Regions from separate parts of the Mus musculus genome. Here region 1 is linked to region 2. A link is a contact called in public HiChIP or PLAC-seq data. All regions are on one chromosome and are shown on one strand. Each heading gives the region's core, a stretch centred on a gene start, on an enhancer-like site or on the middle of the called end of the contact. The rest is flanking DNA. Distances are from core to core; before and after follow the strand shown.

Region 1 (5,435 bases), core at 319-2,818, 460 kb after region 2:
TCAGGAGTTTTCCGGACTCTATGTCCCATCTTGCAGTAGGAACACTGGAGTTACAAAAGGAGGCTATTATGCCTGGCTTTACATGGGTTCGGGGGATTTGAACTTAGATCTTTTGTCTTGCATAGTAAGCACTTTATCCACTAAGTCATCTCCCCAGCCCTGTGTCCTCTCATGACAACTCAAGTATTTAGGCAATCTGTAAGTGTCCCCATTTTGGATCCAGCACTGAGGCTGGGGATGGGGACATGGACACACGCACACACACACACCTTGTCTAAGGACAGGATGATGATGATGGTAATGGTGATGAGGATATTATTATTATTGCTGTTATTATTTGGCAGTGCTAAGATTGGCACCCTACTTCTTCTACAGGCTTTCTACCACCAAGTTGCACGCAGCTTCTGTTGCCAGCTTTAATCAGTGGTAAGCACTGTATTAGATTTGCAGCTATAACTTTAGAACGCCGTATTGCTAGAAAAGAAGTCCACAGTTTTCATTTTTTCAGTCCATTGTGCTAGTTGAGAACTGATGTATCTTAATACAGAACAAACTCTGAAACCACAAGCAGAGGGTGTAAGAAGGAAGGAGAATTAAGCCCAGACAGGAGGAGAATCTGCCTCCCTCCCATCATCCCATTTCCCAACATTTAGCATCAGCCAGCCGCCAGCCCTCTCCCCTGACTCCTACATCCCTCCTCCAGATGCAGTCTTCACAGAGACCAATGTGTGCCAATCCGCCCACACCAAACCCCCTGGGTTGGAGCAGCAGTGACTTCTGTTACCCAAGGCTAGACAGGGAAGGGATGGGGTCCAAGAGTACACTCACGCCGAGCTTTGGAAAGCAAGTAACTCACTCCCATGCTTCCCACCAAAGTTCTGGGAAGAGGGTAGTTTCTGAGACAGGGCCGGGTGGGGAGTTGCCAGGGTGCGATTGGAAACGGTTTGCTGAGAACTGTGACTGTCCTTACCATGAAATCAGTTGGATGCTCTTACATCATCCTCATGACTAAGGGCCAAGGAATCCAAACCACCAGCATCCTCCCAAATGTTTTACAAATCTGCCTTCTCTGGAGGAACACAAAGAAAAGGGGGCGGGGGAGAGGAGAGCTGGTTTTGTATTGTTCTGGGGAATCTAATTCTAACCCTAGCACATGCTAAGCCAGGAAGCCACCACACTCGCAGCCTCAAGCGCACGTGCAAGGTGTTTGCGTGCCTGAGCGCAGGTGTGCATATGGAAATCAGCGAACAACTTGCTAGAATCAGCACCCTCCTTCCAACCGGATCCAGGGGTCAAACTCAGGTCATCGTGTTTGCTCAGTAAACACTTCTTCCCACTGAGTCATTTCACCAGCCCTTAAGCGGGCATTTACAAGGCCCTTAGACTTAAGTTCTCCTTTAATGACTTAAGCGTCCCAAGGGGCCTCAGAACCAGCACTTTCTTCCCTATAGAGTATTGCACGGGGTTAACTGAAGGAGCCTGTGGAAGGAACCAGAGATGCAGCACCTTCCATCTAATTAATTCCTCCAAGCTTGGGCGACTCTGGAGATGCCGCGCCAGCAGAGGGCGCAATTTGGGTACGGAGGTGCTCCTCAACACTTAATGAGCTAGGCTACCCCAGTGCCAGTTGCAGGCTAGAGTTGCCCCTTTCGACATCCAACAGTGCCCCTGCTCTGCAGCCTCGGAGCTCAGCTCGACTGAGCTGCCAATTTCCAAAATAAAATCAACGTGTGACCTTATTCAGCAGATGTACCAAAGAAACAGGCACAGAGCGGGCCCGATTTTTGAAGCCAAAAAGGGAAGATGAGAAAAGAGAGCGAGAGAGGGGAGGGGAAAGAAACTTGGCTGGACATGAAAGGTGTCTTGTCCGTCTGTTCCCCATTAGGCGCGATTCTCTCGCAATCTGCAGCCTCAACATAATTCTCTTGACCAGAAACTCTCCCGAGAGAGATAGTGTCGGAGGGAAAACAAACAAACAAACAAACAAACAGCAGCGGCGCACATCTTCTGCCGGCAAAGTCACATAAAAACCTATTTGGAGCCGGGCGGTGGTGCACGCCTTTAATCCCAGCATTTGGGAGGCAGAGGCAGGTGAATTTCTGAGTTCGAGGCCAGCCTGGGCTACAAGATGAATTCCAGGACAGCCAGGGTTACACAGAGAAACCCTGTCTCAAAAAACAAAAAACAAAAAAACAAAAACAAACAAAAAACCTATTTGGGAGATGAGAGAGGTCTGCATATCAAGGGAGGGCACTCTCCACAGCTGGCTAACACACGTATCTGCCCAGAGACTGGGCAGGGCAGGAAGAAGGGCCTAGAAAGAGCTAAGGAGCAAAGGCAAGGCTGCCCCCAGGAAGCAAATCACCATGTCTTTTTACCCTGCTGTCTGCTCTGATGCCTTCTCTGGGCCTGGACTCAACAGTTAAATTCCCATGAGAGCTGAGACTGTAGCTCGGTGACAGAGTACATTACCTGGCAGGCACAGGCCTCTAGGGCCCCCACCTGTGATAACTCCACTTTCCCTTTTCCAACAGTACCAGGAGCCAAAGGGCAAGAACTCAGCTCTCCCTGGAAACCACTGCCAGTTCCCCAGACAGCTAAGGCCTCTTCTCCCCCAAGCCCCTTTGTCTTGCCTTTTAGCTAAACAGCGTAGCATTAGGGAAAGCAGAGCCCATCCCACCCATAGGAGCCCAGGGGGAAGGTTCTTGGCCAGGGGGAGGTGATACAGGGCAGGGCAGCTCAGGGCAGGGCTAGGCTGGGCCACCTTCTGTGCTCGAGTTTCTAGGGCAGGCATCCTGTTATAGGAGAGGCCCCTTTTAAAGGAAGAAAAACTAATCAGTAGAAAGAAGCAAGGCTCTCCCCCTGCCTTTAGGACTTGTTTATTACTAGGATATCTGATTTCAGCAAAGGAAGCCAGCTCCGCTCCGAAGCAAGGTTTTTATTGGCCATGAGCAAGAGGAATTCAGGGTTTGCTTTTGATTTGGCTTCTCCTGAACTCAAAGCACTGAAGGGTGCTGCTTTTGATGGGATAGCTTGGTTGGGGGGGGGGGGGGGGGGGAGTAGCCACTCACTGTTGCAAATAACAGCAACAGAAGTTCCCTTTGGGAGAGGAGGGTAAAGCGGGAGGGTCCGAAGGGACGTTGGCCTCAACACATCTCAGAGACAATAGCTCAATAGCTTGCAAGGCCTGCCACTGGAGCACCGTGAAGCCCTGCCCCTCTTCCCCGTTGAGTGGGGAATGCAGGAGGCACGGCTGCTTTGGATGAACTCAGTGTTCCTCCAGACTACCCAACATCGAGGCCTCTGCATCAGGCCTCCGCTTGATGGTTTCAATGTGTCGGGAAGATAAAGCCAGAGATTGGAGTCAGCCTCTGCCAACTGCACCCCCAGCCCCCCAACTAGAATCGGCTAGGTTCAAGGGAGGGAGGTTCCTGCTGGGCCACAGAGTATCGAGAAGTGCTGCTGCTGTGCAGGTCTGCAGCGCCAGACTGTTAGCTGCATCTCCTCCCAGTCCTGTGCCACCATCTTGCTTCCTAAGACATCATAGGAAACACTGCCCACATGGAAGAAACTGAAAAGTGCCTCACCACTTTGGGGTCCTTGGATAAACCCAGCACCCTCTTCCTCCTTTCCCTAACCCTTCCTCCTTTTTTTCTCCTCCTCTTCCTCCTCCTCCTTTTCTTCCTTCTCCTTCCTCTTTTTTTCATCTCTCCTGCTCTCTCCATCTGCTTCTCTCTCCCGTTCCCATGACTTTCCCCTCTCCACAGCTCACTAGAGACAGCCGCACTCTGAGAGGCCATAGCACACACAAGGCTCTGGTATTGCTTCACTGCTCTGATCAGCACCTTTGAATGAGGCAGGAAACGGCCAGCACCATGGGACTGCTACTATGGGCTGGGCATACTGGGATGTGGGCCTCAGATTGGGATTCGGGTGGGGGCAACCCTTTGTCATAGGGGATGACTCTGCCTGCATCTGACTTCCTTCCTGTTCTAAGTCTGTGAGGTCTGGAAATGGCTGGTCTATGGAGACAGCCATTCTTTCCTGCTTGGTGTCCTTCCAGGATTGCTGTGTGCCTCCTTATGTCCAGCCATAGGCAGTCTCATTGTGGAGACAAAGTATGTATTCTGTGCTGGCGTTTGCTCTCTGTAGCATGCCAGCACTCACCTGTGAGGCCCGAGGCCACCTTGGCAGCCAGTGGGCCATTTAGCCCTGTAAGTTGAGGCCCGGAGCCTGGGGCAGGGGGTGGGGAAAAGGGGAACAGGGTTCTCACTGTGCTCACTTTAAGGAGCCCAGCCATCAAAAGGACTTTGTCCAGTAAGTTAGAGAACATACTCCAAGAGGAGCTACAGGAATAGAAAAGACAGCCTTGCCAAGTGGGACACGCATGCGCAGTCCATGCTCAGAAACACACAACCATACCATCATGCACATATGCGTGCAACCACAAGCACACTATAGCACATACACACATAATAGTTTACAGCCACAGATATATGTGCATACACAGACACACACATATGTAGCCATAAATAAGCACATAGCATATATACCCACAAGTACATATGCATGAACACACACATGCACACACACATACATAAAATGCTATCAAAAATACACAGATACACATGCACGTATACATACATACACATGTGTGCACACAGCTACATACACACATGTTCAAACACAGCCCCGGACGCAAGTTGCAATGACTGCTAGAAGAAGACTGGTGTCAATATGTTTGAGTCTGAACGGCAATCAAATAACCTTAGGCCAAATTCTTACTGGCAAGTGGGGCTTAGTGTCCTTATCTCTAAGTAGAGGCTGAGGTCCCAAGCAAGGTGACATTGCTGTGAAGATGACATGTGACCAGCTCCTTGCACATATTGGAAGGTAAGACAGTGCCCAACCTACTGCCTCGGTGGCGGCAGCTTTGTCCTGCCTGCCGGGGTCTGCGTAGAGAACTAGAAGGCAAACATGAATGGGAAGATAAGATAAAGAACCCTGGGGATACGGCTGCCTGCCTGCTCGCCTGCCTGCATCGGTGAAACCTGACACTGTAAGGCAGAATGAGAAAGCAACTAAAGCCCCACATTCTGCACAGTCTCCCAGGGTGGGTCACTCATGGATGACCACTGACATAACCAGCTAGGGCAGGGGGGCAGCTGGGGGATGAAAAGTCTCTGAGTCCGCTTAGCTGCTGTCCAAATATGGGCATCCAAGCCTTCCCTTCGGTCCTTCCAGCTTAAAGCAGAAAGACCTAACTCCTGGGACACGGGGCTGGCAGGGTGGCTCAGTGGCAGGGCACTCGTTCGGCATAAAGCATTTGTCCGTGCTCAGCACTGCAAAACAAACTCAACAAAAAGCCTCACCAACCGGGACATATAAACAGCAAAATCACCCTGGCACGAAACACGTTATGGGATTCTAGGCTC
Region 2 (4,986 bases), core at 148-2,647:
CATATTCAAACCAACACAATTGTTATGTGTTTCCATACTTCCCTACTCCATCCAATCTCAAGTTATGGCTGTCCCATAAATGCCCATAACTAACCTCTTATGTCTAGAATTGGGTTAAGCTAATTCCTCCAGCTCAACTATGCACCACGTGAATGCAACTAGTGGAAAGTTGGTCACATTTGGCTTCTCAATAACTAACTTCCTCTCACTGGAACACTAGCCTTGGATAATCATGCTAGAAAATGGGACCTGGAACATTTATAACATCATTGCTACCACATGCTCAACATTTACTAGACAATCAACTACTATCATGTGGCATTCAGCATCTTAAATGTTCAGAGACAACAAGGGTAGGGTCTTTATCTCTCTGAAGAAACTGACCAGAAGAGCAAACTTTAGGACTATGACATTGCCATGAAAGAAGAGAAGAGGACCACACGTCAGACTGACCTGGGCAAGACACAATAGAGTTAACCCTTGGTGCAGGGGACAGATGGTGGGAGGGGCAAAAGTTTTTATATAGGAGGACCTGTCAGTCTTTGTATGGAAAACTCAGAGTAGGAGAAAATAGAACAAATAAAGTTTCAGTAAGCATGAATATGGTTCAAAGCTCTATGAGATACCTTGGCCAAGAGATACCTAGAAAGATGAACAAAGGCCAACCTCATGGTTATCTGGTCCCTGGTTAAGAAGACCAGGGTGCAAATTGTAGGTGACTGTCAAGAAAATGAGAGTTATGAGGTCACAATAGAAGTTTTGGTCTCAGTGACTTCAAAGTAGTAGACTATGATGGACACAGAGAGAACCAAGCTGTAGAGGACACTAGGCACATTTCTGCTGTTTAGAAGTCAATCCATTCCCTGTCCATCTTCCTCTTAGCACCCTGCTATCCCTCTGGAGTGAAACTACAATTTGTTGGTTTTGGAAGGAGAAGGTTGACGTTCTTCTCTGTTGCCGCTCTGCACAGATTCTTGACCTCATCTTTGGAATGCTAGAAACCGGCTCAGGCAAGCAAGAGACAATTTGGTACTTCCTCAGAAGGACTGAATGTGAGAGGACCACTGCATAACACACTATTTCCCAAGAAGGGTGACAACAGTATTTCCAATTGCCACATGCTTTCTAGAACCCTGCCACTTGATATCCTAACACAAGGCCAATAGTAACTGTGCATCGATGCAAAGCCCTTCTCATGGGGACTCTCTGAGTTCTGTCACTAATGGGGCTTATTTATCCTCAGAGCACCTCTGTGAGGCATTTACTGAAAAGGGGTAACCTGACTCACATAAACAATGTCAACATCAACATGAAGCCAGACTACCCTGTAACTCCAAAGCTCTGGATCAGGTGGAATAGAAGTCACCCATTGAAGTATAGGACAAGCATTCATGCTATGGTGGCATGACTCATACTCTCTCTGAATGTCCCTTCAGCTTGCTTGGACCTGTCGATGCTGTGGTGAGTCTGTGGTTATGGGGAATTAAGAAGTAAATCTACCAGACTGAGGTTAGGACATAATAACAGCTCCTTGGCTAGTCAGCCATTTCCTTTTATGCCAACAGGCACCAAATGGCCATTTGGGAAAACCCAGAGACATAGTCCACACATGTAATGGGTTACCAGCCTGGCCAACTCAGCTTTGAAACAGATTCCCACAATGAGCAATTGCAAATCGATAGAAAGAAAATCGCCTTTTGCCAGCCTCACACAGAGCCCCGGGAGAGCCAGGGCAGCATCTGTCATAAAAAGCCTTCTCCTGGCCAGAATGGGCTGGCTCAGAAGCTGCAAGTGAAAACAGAAGTTGAATAAGAGCTGTGTACTGTATTTGTTTAAATTTCATCCAGCAAATGCCTGTGACGCAGGAGACAGGTTTATGGAGAGAGAAATAAAATGCTGACAAATGGCCCTGTAATCAACTGGAACATGCAATAAATCATTAGAATGCCAATAACACTTCCAGGACAAGCTTACAAAGGTCATTACTGTGTCACAATACATCTTCCAGCACCAAACAAAGCAAACAGAACATGTTGGGAATGGGATTATGGGGGAAGCATCTGTCAGTCCTAATTAAGAATTAACTACAGATCGTATCTTGGGAGATGTATAATTTATTTTCCCTCTTCTTCCTCCCAACACACTCACAAGAAAAAAAAGAAAGAAAAATAAATCAATAAAAAATTTAACTCGTTCTAGAGCAGAGAAGATGTCAAACAAGAACACACTGAGCAGAGGCAGATGTGAGCTGAGATCTAGGAGAGTTAAACACGGGGCTAGCAGAGAGGCAAGGGCAGGCAGAGAAGGCTGGAGAGGCAGCCTGGGCTCCCGGAAACTGAGGCTTTCCCAATGCCCAACCCAAGCCATTCAGTGTTACACCGTGAAGAATGGCGGGGTTCTTTAATACTTCAGCAGCTAAGTAAGTTTCACTAGCTGAAAAGAGGCAACCAGAAGGTTAGAAGTTAAAACAAGGTGGCATCAAGTCCTTCTTGTCTGAATGTTCTGCGAAGACTGAGTTTGCCCGCGAGCACTAAACGCTCAATTCAGGGTGACTTAAAGAAGTGTTTATTTTCTCACATAACCGAAGTCAACTGATGGAGGTGCAGGCTCTGTCTGTTCTCAAAATGTCTGCCTTAGAATTATTTAGCTTTGGCTTTTTGTTCCCTCTTTTTCCTCCCATCCCCCCTGACAACACGGTCACAGGTGGCCCTTGCAGCTCCAGGTATCCTGTCCATGTTCCAGGAAAGAACGGAGTGGCAGGAAGTCTTTGAATTTCATAGTCCCTGCATTAGGAAAATCACTTTGCCCAAAGGCCCCAACAACCTTAAGCATCGTGTTTCAAGTGCCACCCCCCAATAAAATGCCTGAGAGAAGAGGATCAATCATCGTCTGATTTATGTTCGGGGTTCTGATCGTGAGGAGACTGTGTTATCAAGTAATGGGACTTGCCATGCAAGGAGTGTGGGCTAGGGGACAAACATGAACTTCCTGGGGTCCCCAGGAAGGTTCTTCTTTGTCCAAGGAGGAAGGCACTGGCCAACGACCCTTGGGAGGGTGGGGGGGGAGGCGCCTGCGCAGTAAGCACCAAGTGTGAGCTGCCACCAAAGCCCATTGTCCTCACCTCTTGCTCTGCTCTTTTATAAAGACAGTAAAGTTCCTGGTCTTTGTTCAGTCTTAAAGTAGTCGTGGGTATTCAGGGAAAAATCAGGTAGAGCATCTAAGAAGCCATCACAGGACAGATGCAAAGACGCCCACCCTTTTCCAAGAGGCTGCTGTCCACGATGACTTCAGAGAAGGCCCTTGGCTGTCTTTTATTCTTTATCCACAATTTGCCATCCTCCACCCAGATTATCTGTTCCTCTGTCTGTGCACATGTGTGTATATGTGTGCGTGTGCATGTGTGCGCGTGTGTGTTTATTTCTAATTACTCCTCCCCCGCAGCCACACACACACACACACACACACACACACACACACACACCCGTGAGCCAGGCTGATTTTACTGTGCAGGCGCATTTCCCTGGGGCTTATTCAGGGAGGTTCCCACAGGCTGCCTGCTTTTTATGTCCTGATGGTTGCTTTTAGCCTCATTGCTGGCATTGCTTTTGCAGCCGCGCTCGCTCGCTCTCTCTCTCACTCTTTCTGCCTTCCCTTCTCAGGTCTGTTTTCTGCTGGAGTTGCATTTCTCCCTTTATTTTATTTTATTTTATTTTATTTTTTTCTGCTGACAGAGACAAGAGCTCGTCCTAGTTCCCCACTTCAGGATTTGTTGCAAACTTCAAGGTACAGGTTTACGGCTGCCCGTGTCCCGGTTATAGCACAGCTCTTATGGGTCCTAATAAACCCAGCTGCTCTGGGGGCCTCTTAAATTCCGGCAGAAAGACGGAGAAAAAGCACTGCTCAGTCCCGTGCCATTCGGGACACCTCATCCTTCAAGGATGGCGATAATGTTTCATTCTTGGGGGGAACCGAATGCCCATAACTCTTGGATGCTGCCCAGGAACAAAAGGTGGAAGGCAAGGCCTCCTCGTCTGCCAGGTGTCTAGCAGAAGACTAGAACTCCCACAAGGACACTGTTGTCCCTAACCTCTGAGGGTGGCCTGCGAACACCTTCAACACCACATCTTCAATCTCTACCAAAGCTGTTCACAAAACACTTCCCCTTACTTTTGTGAGGAGATCCATATTAACAAGCCAGGTGGCATTGTTTTCCACATGAGACCGTTAGTTTTTTATTGTCGCAAACTGGCACAAGCTAGAGTCACCTTAGTTGAGGGGTTGCTTCAAACAAATTGGCCTGTGGGAACGTTGTGAGGTATTCTTGTTGATTGCTAACTGGACAGTTATACCCTTAAGTGGGTGAGCCTGGGCTATAGAGCAAGCCAGAGGCAACAAGGCCCTAAGGAGCACTGCTCCATGTTTCCCTGCCTGACTCCCCTCCATGCTGAGCTGTGCCCTGGAAGTATAACCACTAAAATAAACCGTTTCCTCCCTGAGCTGATTTTGGTCAGTTTCATCACAGCAACATAAGCCAGGCAGAACACTAAGGGAGGGGGTGGTTCAATTGTTAATTGTGGTTAATTGCTCACAGTCACAGAGCTGCTTAAGAGACAGCAGAGACCAAATCCCAGTTGTGAAATGCCCCTTGCTTAGCTCCATTTCAAACTGGCAGTGGTAGAGGTCAAGGGCTTTGGCATGGTAGGGCACTTTTCATACCCATCTCTAGAGCGTACTAACAGCAGACTGCTTTAGAGAAAAAAAATGAAAGCAGACCTAGAAGTCCCCGCCTCTAGAGCTAGCACTGTGCTCTTCAGAAAGCCACTTAGCCTCTTGGGGCTTCAGCTCCCCACTTTATAAGATAAACATCAGTCTTCCCAAGGTGCCTTGGGCCATACTCTGGGAGCAGTTTGTTATGAGCGCCCCCTTACGACTTGCACATTGAAGTGCATGCTATTCTACTAACATCAAAAGGATAGAAGACTTGAG

What was found. HiChIP or PLAC-seq counts read pairs in DNA pulled down with a chosen protein or histone mark.
Region 1: a contact with region 2 is called in a FOXA1 HiChIP or PLAC-seq map of pancreatic cancer cells. The contact joins two enhancer-like sites. A contact is called at or near these places in 2 of 115 datasets of contacts at active chromatin or transcription factors (bone marrow-derived macrophages and pancreatic cancer cells) and 1 of 9 other capture datasets (adipose tissue).

What each region holds. Positions count from the first base shown.
Region 1 is chr8:27,057,018-27,062,452 of GRCm38.p6, forward strand. No RefSeq gene overlaps it. Among named protein-coding and RNA genes, the nearest start is that of Plpbp, 17 kb to the left of the region's middle. Within about 2 kb of position 1,569, at least 138 of the 459 cell types and tissues checked have an H3K27ac peak or open chromatin away from gene starts, as enhancers often do. A contact at or near this core is called in pancreatic cancer cells, where this site is marked.
Region 2 is chr8:26,592,299-26,597,284 of GRCm38.p6, forward strand. No RefSeq gene overlaps it. Among named protein-coding and RNA genes, the nearest start is that of Gm39149, 15 kb to the left of the region's middle. Within about 2 kb of position 1,398, at least 28 of the 459 cell types and tissues checked have an H3K27ac peak or open chromatin away from gene starts, as enhancers often do. A contact at or near this core is called in pancreatic cancer cells, where this site is marked.